Linked DNA regions of Sus scrofa: region 2 is linked to region 1. Evidence: chromatin contacts called from public HiChIP or PLAC-seq data. All regions are on one chromosome and are shown on one strand. The core of a region is the stretch at or near the end of the contact, and the rest is flanking DNA. Distances in the headings are between cores, read along the strand shown.

What was found. HiChIP or PLAC-seq counts read pairs in DNA pulled down with a chosen protein or histone mark.
Region 2: a contact with region 1 is called in an H3K27ac HiChIP or PLAC-seq map of alveolar macrophages. The contact joins two enhancer-like sites. A contact is called at or near these places in 2 of 47 Hi-C or Micro-C datasets (embryonic fibroblasts and fibroblasts) and 1 of 2 datasets of contacts at active chromatin or transcription factors (alveolar macrophages).

The regions. Positions count from the first base shown.
Region 1 is chr3:72,731,664-72,735,179 of Sscrofa11.1, reverse strand. No RefSeq gene overlaps it. Among named protein-coding and RNA genes, the nearest start is that of AAK1, 61 kb to the left of the region's middle. Within about 2 kb of position 1,794, at least 3 of the 83 cell types and tissues checked have an H3K27ac peak or open chromatin away from gene starts, as enhancers often do. A contact at or near this core is called in alveolar macrophages, where this site is marked.
Region 2 is chr3:73,041,496-73,045,011 of Sscrofa11.1, reverse strand. The region is part of intron 3 of GFPT1 (glutamine--fructose-6-phosphate transaminase 1); the gene reads right to left. Among named protein-coding and RNA genes, the nearest start is that of GFPT1, 14 kb to the right of the region's middle. Within about 2 kb of position 1,986, at least 8 of the 83 cell types and tissues checked have an H3K27ac peak or open chromatin away from gene starts, as enhancers often do. A contact at or near this core is called in alveolar macrophages, where this site is marked.

The DNA.
Region 1 (3,516 bases), core at 545-3,044:
ATCATGTTCCATCACAAGTGACTAGATATAGTTCCCTGTGCTATACAGCAGGATCTCATTGCTTATCCTCTCCAAATGCAATAGTTTGCATCTATTAACCCCAAACTCCCAGTCCATCCCTCTCCCTCCTCCTCCCCCTTGGCAACCACAAGTCTGTTCTCCATGTCCATGAGTTGTTTTTTTTTTTTCTATAGATAGGTTTATTTGTGCCATATATTGGGTTCCAGATATAAGCGATATCATATGGTATTTGTCTTTCTCTTTCTGACTTATTTCACTTTAGTATGAGGATCACTAGTTCCATTCATGTTGCTGCAAATGGTATTATTTTGTTCTTTTTTATGGTTGAATAGTATTCCATTGTGTATATATACCACATCTTCTTAATCCATTCATCTGTCGATGGACGTTTAGATTGTTTCCATGTCTTGGCTATTGTGGATAGTGCTTCTATGAAAATAGGGGTGTGTGTATCTTTTTCAGTGAAAGTTTTGTCTGGATATATGCCCAGGAGTGGGATTGCTAGGTAATATGGTAATTCTCTATTTCCTTTTAGCTTATTTTATGTCTAATATTAATTTCCTACCCCTATACTGCTTCTCCCTCTTCTCTCTCCCCACTGGTAACCACTAGTTTGTTCTCTGTATCTATAAGCTTCTTTTTTGTTGTATTTGCTGGTTTGTTGTATTTTTTTTATTCCACATATAGGTGATATCATACAGTATTTGTCTTTCTCCAATTCCACCCATGTTGCTGCAAATGGCAAAATTTCATTCTTTTTTATGGCTGAGTAGTATTCCATTGTGTATATATCCTACATCTTTTTTGTCCATTCATCTGTTGATAGACTTAGGGTGCTTCCATGTCTTGGCAATTGTACATAATGCTGCTGTGAACATTGAGGTTCATATATCTTTTTGAATTAGTATTTTTGGTGGTTTTTTCTGATGTATACTCAGGAGTGAAATTGCTAGGTCATGTGGTAGTTCTAGTTTTAGTTTTTTTAAAAACCTCCATACTGTTTCCCAGTGGCTGCACTAATTTACCTTCCCAACCACAAGTGGGGCTCTCTTTTCTCTGCATCCCCATCAACATCTGTTATTTATGTTCTTTTTGATGATAGCCACTCTGACAGGCAAAAAATCCAATTTTTAAACAGGCAAGTGATATGGAGAATTTACCAGAGAAGATCTATGCAAGGTAAATAAGCATATGAAAATCTGCTCAACAATATTAGTCATCTGGAAAGCACAAATTAAAAGGACAATGAGGTAGTACGACACATCCACTTGAATGGATAAAAATTTTCTTAACTGACAATGGAAGGCATTGGGAATGACAAGGGACAACTGGAATTGTCATATTTTGCTGGTGAGAATGAAAACGATGCAGCCTCTTTGCAAAACAGTTTATCAGTGTTTTATAAAGTTAAATTATACTTACCGTACCACTCAGCAATTTTCTTCCTAGAAATGAAATAAAATTCTACTCCCAAGAGAAGGGAAAATACATGTCCACACAAAGACCTATATGTGAATAGTCATAGCACTTAATTCGTAATAGCCCTAAACAGTGCTAATGATCAACTGGTGGAATGGGTAAACAAACAATTGCGATGTATCTATACAATGCAGTATTTCTCAGGAGTGGAAAATAATCTGTTATTGATACATGCAACCACATAGATAAGTCTCAAATGCAACATACTAAGAAAAGAAGCCAGACACAGAAGACTACTATATGATTTTGTTACTATATGATTTGCCCAGCAGTCCCGCAGCAGCCGCAGTGTATCAGCTCTAGTGACAGCCCTGTGGCTGTAGTGTACCAGCTCCAGCAGCTCTGTGGCTGCAGTGTCTCAGCTCTTTTACCCAGCGAGAAACCAAGCGAGCACTCGAGGGTTGGAGAACTCAGGTTTATTATGCCGGCGGGCTCAGAGGATATCGCTCTCTGGAATCTGAGCCCCAAAGAAGGGTTTCACAAGGCTTTTATGGGCTACCTCTTCCAGGTCCATGCTTGGCTGGTAGGACCGGAGTGAGGTCAGGCAAGGGAGTAGATGTGGAAGCAAGTTTACAGAAGCGGATGTGGCGGGGGCGGGGGGGGGGGGTGGTGGTGGTTAGGGGCAGTTGGCTGGACTTTGCTTAGTCATCATGGCCAGGGTCTCTCCTTCCTACCTTTTTATTGGGACATTTTCTCCTACAATTTGATTTATATGACATTCTAGAAAAGGCAAAACTATAGTGATAAGAAACTTTTTGGGGTGATAGAAATGTCTTGATTGTGGTGGTGGTTACGTGACTGTGTACATTTGTTTAACACACTAAACTCTACACGTTTAAATGGGTGAGTTTTCATTGTATATAAATAATACCTCAATAAGGCAGATTTTAAAAACAAGGAATGATTTGCTTTTTTTTTTTTTTTTTTTTTAATTTCGGTGGCTGACCCGAAGGTTCTACTGAGAACAGATCAGGGAATTCAGAAAGAGAAGTAGGGGAGTTCCCGTCGTAGCGCAGTGGTTAATGAATCCTACTAGGAACTACGAGGTTGTAGGTTTGATCCCTGGCCTCACTCAGCAGGTTAAGGATCCAGCGTTGCCGGGAGCTGTGGTGTAGGTCGAGGACGCAGCTTGGATCTGGCATTGCTATGGCTGTGGTGTAGGCTGTCAGCTGTAGCTCCGATTAGACCCCTAGCCTGGATCTAATCAGAGCTCCATATGCCACAGATGCAGCTCTAGAAAAAGACAAAAAAACAAAAACAGAGAAGTAGGACTTGAGGGTTACAGGTGTCAAGATAATGACTTCCGGTTTTGGACCTGTTAATGAAGTCGAGATAATGAAGGCACAGAGAGAATAAAAGAGACATATAGAAATGTGAAGGAAAAAAAAACCCTGTAATGCAGTAAAGAGAAAAAAAGAAAGCATGAAATTGAGAAAAGGAAAGACGATTTTTGTACATATGCTTTTTTTGTTTTGCCTATTTTTGACTCATTTTATTTTTTCTCCCCTCTTTATTCTCTTAGCCATTCCTTTGGGGGTGGGGGCAGTGTCTTACACACCACGGGTGAACATTCTGTGCTTCTAAAGTCTCCTTCTAAACAGACCACACATGTGCATTCCTACACACACACACACACACACACACACACACACACACACCAGAAAATGAGAACCATAGCGAGAAAAAGTAAACCAAGAAAACAAGAAGATAAAGATATTTGGCCACAGCCCTAACGTGCACTAGTAGGGAAACTCCATCCTTGGTCTTTCACATTCTAAGGAGAGAAGCAGCAGCAAAGTACCAGGTTATTTGCCTGAGTTTAAACAGCTGAATAGGAAAAGCGCTTTAATAGCTCCCATTAGGACTTGGGCCAAGGACTTTTCCTTTGGGTTTGTTGTGAATAATTAAAGGTTAATGAAGGCATTTTTCTTTTAGCCCGGGGCGGGGAGGGGCAACCACACCAGCCATCATCCTAATTGAATCCAACTGGGAAACTCCAGACACCTTCAGTAACAA
Region 2 (3,516 bases), core at 737-3,236, 310 kb before region 1:
ACAACTCTGAACAAGAAACAGTGCTTAAAATCCTTGAATAGACCTCCAATTGCTTAAAACATGGTCTGCATACCCAGCTACCAGTATGAATCATCCTAAACCCAGTCACAGGAATATATAAAAAGATTCTCAAATTCTAACATACAACCAGAGAACCATTTTCTCACAAGATGAAGCCCTAATACCTTTTTTCAAGGTATCTAAGGCCCTTCACCCTCTGGCCCCCACCTCCCTTTCCATCCTCATTCGCCAACCCTCTCCAATTCTCCCTGAAGCTCTCAACACACCTTTAACAAATAACAACAGCTAACATTTATCAAGGGCTTACTCTGTGTGAGGTACTAAAAACTTCTCCCCACTCCAGCGCCGTCACTGTGGCCTAAGGCGCCACCGTCTCTACACTGGACTACTAAAACAGAATCCCTGTGTCCAGTCTTCCTTCTGTACAATGTAACCAAAGTGATCCTCTCAAAGCAGAAGTGAAGTCACGTCACTCCCTGATGCAAAACATTCCAATGGCTTCCCACACAGTAAAACCCCTCATTCTGAAGACCCTTTGTGACCTAGCCGTCAACCTCCTCTCCAGCCCCTCTCCCTTTCACTTCCTCCCTCTAGCCCCTCCAACTTCCAGCGGTAAACAGGCCAGGCCCACACAGAATCTATGCACTTGGTGTTCCCTCTACCTAGAATTCCCTCCTTCATACAATCACATGGTCTCTGACCAAATGTCACTTCTACCAGTCTTTTTCTTCATAGCACTAATCACCACCTGATATTATCCATCTGTCTGCTGTCTGGCCCTCTCACTAAACAGTAGGCTCCATGTGGAAAGGGAATTTGCTTATCTTGTTCTCTGTCCTCAGGGCCTAGAACAATGACTAGTATATAACAGGTACTCAGTAAATACTCATTCTGTTACTGAATCCTCACAATACAATTAGGTACTGTTAGGTACCAATGTCCCCATTTTATAAAGAAACTGAGGCTTAACAAAGTCACAGAAGCCACCCCAGGTCATAGCTCATAGGAAGAAAGGATAGGATTTGAACCCAAGGCCAGCTGACTCCCGAACCTAAGACTAAAACCACAATGCACTCTGCTCCACTATTACAACATTTGTAATGTTGTCAGTGTGGCTTCTACCAGAATTCAAGTTCTGCAAAAGTAGCATCTTGTCTTATTATCTGTGAATCCTAAGTACTAAGCTATATAGGGCATACACTCAAATTTTTGTTGGAAGGCTCAATCAATGAATGGATGAAATCATCAATATATTCTTTCCTGGCTTAACTGTGTTCTGAATAATTAAGGCGACCTGATAAATGACCTCCAGAAAAGTAAGAATTACTGTTTACTACTACTTAACAGGCCAATGCAAGCAATGAAAACATTTGAGTAATTTGGGGGTTAACTATAATTAAAAGCAGTGTCTCCCTCTACAGGCGGGCGAGCAACACTGCAGAAAGTAACAAAAGTCTGTAAAATTAATCCATTTCAAATTCATGCTAACTACCACACCTATTTCCCTGTTGCCAAAAGAGCATTATCTAATGTCTAATAAGAAAAAAATCATTGATATACAACAAAAAGCATATTCCCCAGAAGAACTATTTCATGTTTTATTTATCAATTAACCATGACTCCAGTCCTGACTCTTCCTATTCACTGTTATTCCATTCTAAAGCCCCTTATTCAAGCTGAAGTCTAGATAATGACACTCTCAATTTTCTCTCCCCCTACCCACCCAGAGCTGCCAAATAACACTGAAGAAAGTCACAAAATTCCCTAAACTGAGTCCATTTCAAGCTCATGGTAATTACCAAACTTATTTTACTGTTGCTATTTAAGAAACATGTATCCATGCTCCTCATTCACTAAGCAGATAGCTCCTGAGATCTTTTATTCTCTCCTGAAACCTCAATCCTACTTTTATAGTCCTTCTATCTCCACCCTGCTCAGGTTTCTCCTCCACCTCCTTGTTTAATTAGCTTATCTTTTATTGTTAACTCCAATAAATGCTAACTCCCTACCTGTACCTTGAACTTTCTGAGCTATAATGCCTCAATAATTTCCTTTTTTGCATCTTCTACCTTCCTCCCACCTTCACACCCAAGGTTTCTTGCCCTCTGTGTACCTTTTCTCAAATGTCACCCTTCTTTTTTTTCGGTAGTTCAAACATATGTAAATTTGCTGGTAATGCTGAACACTCAAATCCAGTACTTAATAATCCACTCAAATACACCCTGAGATAACAAAAGTTAACAGATAACCATCTGTGCTTTACTTCTTTAAGATACAAAATGTGCAGTTCCCGTCCTGGCGCAGTGGTTAACGAATCCGACTAGGAACCATGAGGTTGCAGGTTCGGTCCCTGCCCTTGCTCAGTGGATTAATGATCCGGCGTTGCCGTGAGCTGTGGTGTGGGTTGCAGACGTGGCTCGGATCCCACGTTGCTGTGGCTCTGGTGTAGGCCGGTGGCTACAGCTCCGATTAGACCCCTAGCCTGGGAACCTCCATATGCCGTGGGAGCGGCCCAAAGAAATAGCAAAAAGACAAAAAAAAAAAAAAAAAAAAAAAAGATACAAAATGTAACAAAAAAAATCTTTAATTACTGTCATTCCTCAAGATAAAGTCCTCTTGCCTTCCCTTTGGCCCCAAACTTCACTGCCTTTACTGCTGATACCATCTAATGACAGTACCTGTTCCTCTGAGTTTCAATTTCCTCATCTGCAAAATGAGGATGACAATTTTACCTACTTCATGGGTTACAATGAGGATTATACAGAAGGCACTGAGTAGGGTGCCTGGGCCACAGAAAGTGATCAATGAATGTTAGCTAGTATTACCCAAGTCAGAAGCTACCAATAAGCAATCTAATGGCCCTCTCTGAGAGGCCTTTCCTCCCTTTTGGCTTAAGAGGTTAAACACTGAAACTTGCTGAAAACACCACAAACCTCCAAACACCCACACTCTGAGTAAACAAATGTTAATGTCTAAACCATTTATGCTTTAGATCTTTTTTAAGCTCTAAAAGGTAAAAAAATGCAATTGGTGACTCCTTCCTACCCAGCACCATCCCATTCCTGCCCAGGCGATTTACAAGAGCTTTCCCATCTATGCCTTCAAACTCCTATTATGCTAATACACCTGCAAATTAAGAGCATTCCTGTGTTTCTTGAATAATACTATACTTTACATATCCTTATGCAGGTTGCTTTTTTCACTCAATATTAGGTTCCCAAAATTATCCATGTCCACACATGCAGAGCCAGATCCAATACATTTTTTTCAAAAGCTACACCCAGTCATTCACTACCACATATAACTTATTCTCCCATCTCCTTACTGGTGGACATTTAGGTTGCTTCCAAACTTTACTGCAGAGAATCTTACTGTCATGTCTCCTTGTCATTTTGTCTCTCAAGTATATGCCCAAGAGTAGAAGTGCCTGGCCATAAAGAATAGGCATGTCTCATTTAGACATCACCAGACTGCTCTTTAGAGTGACTGATCAGT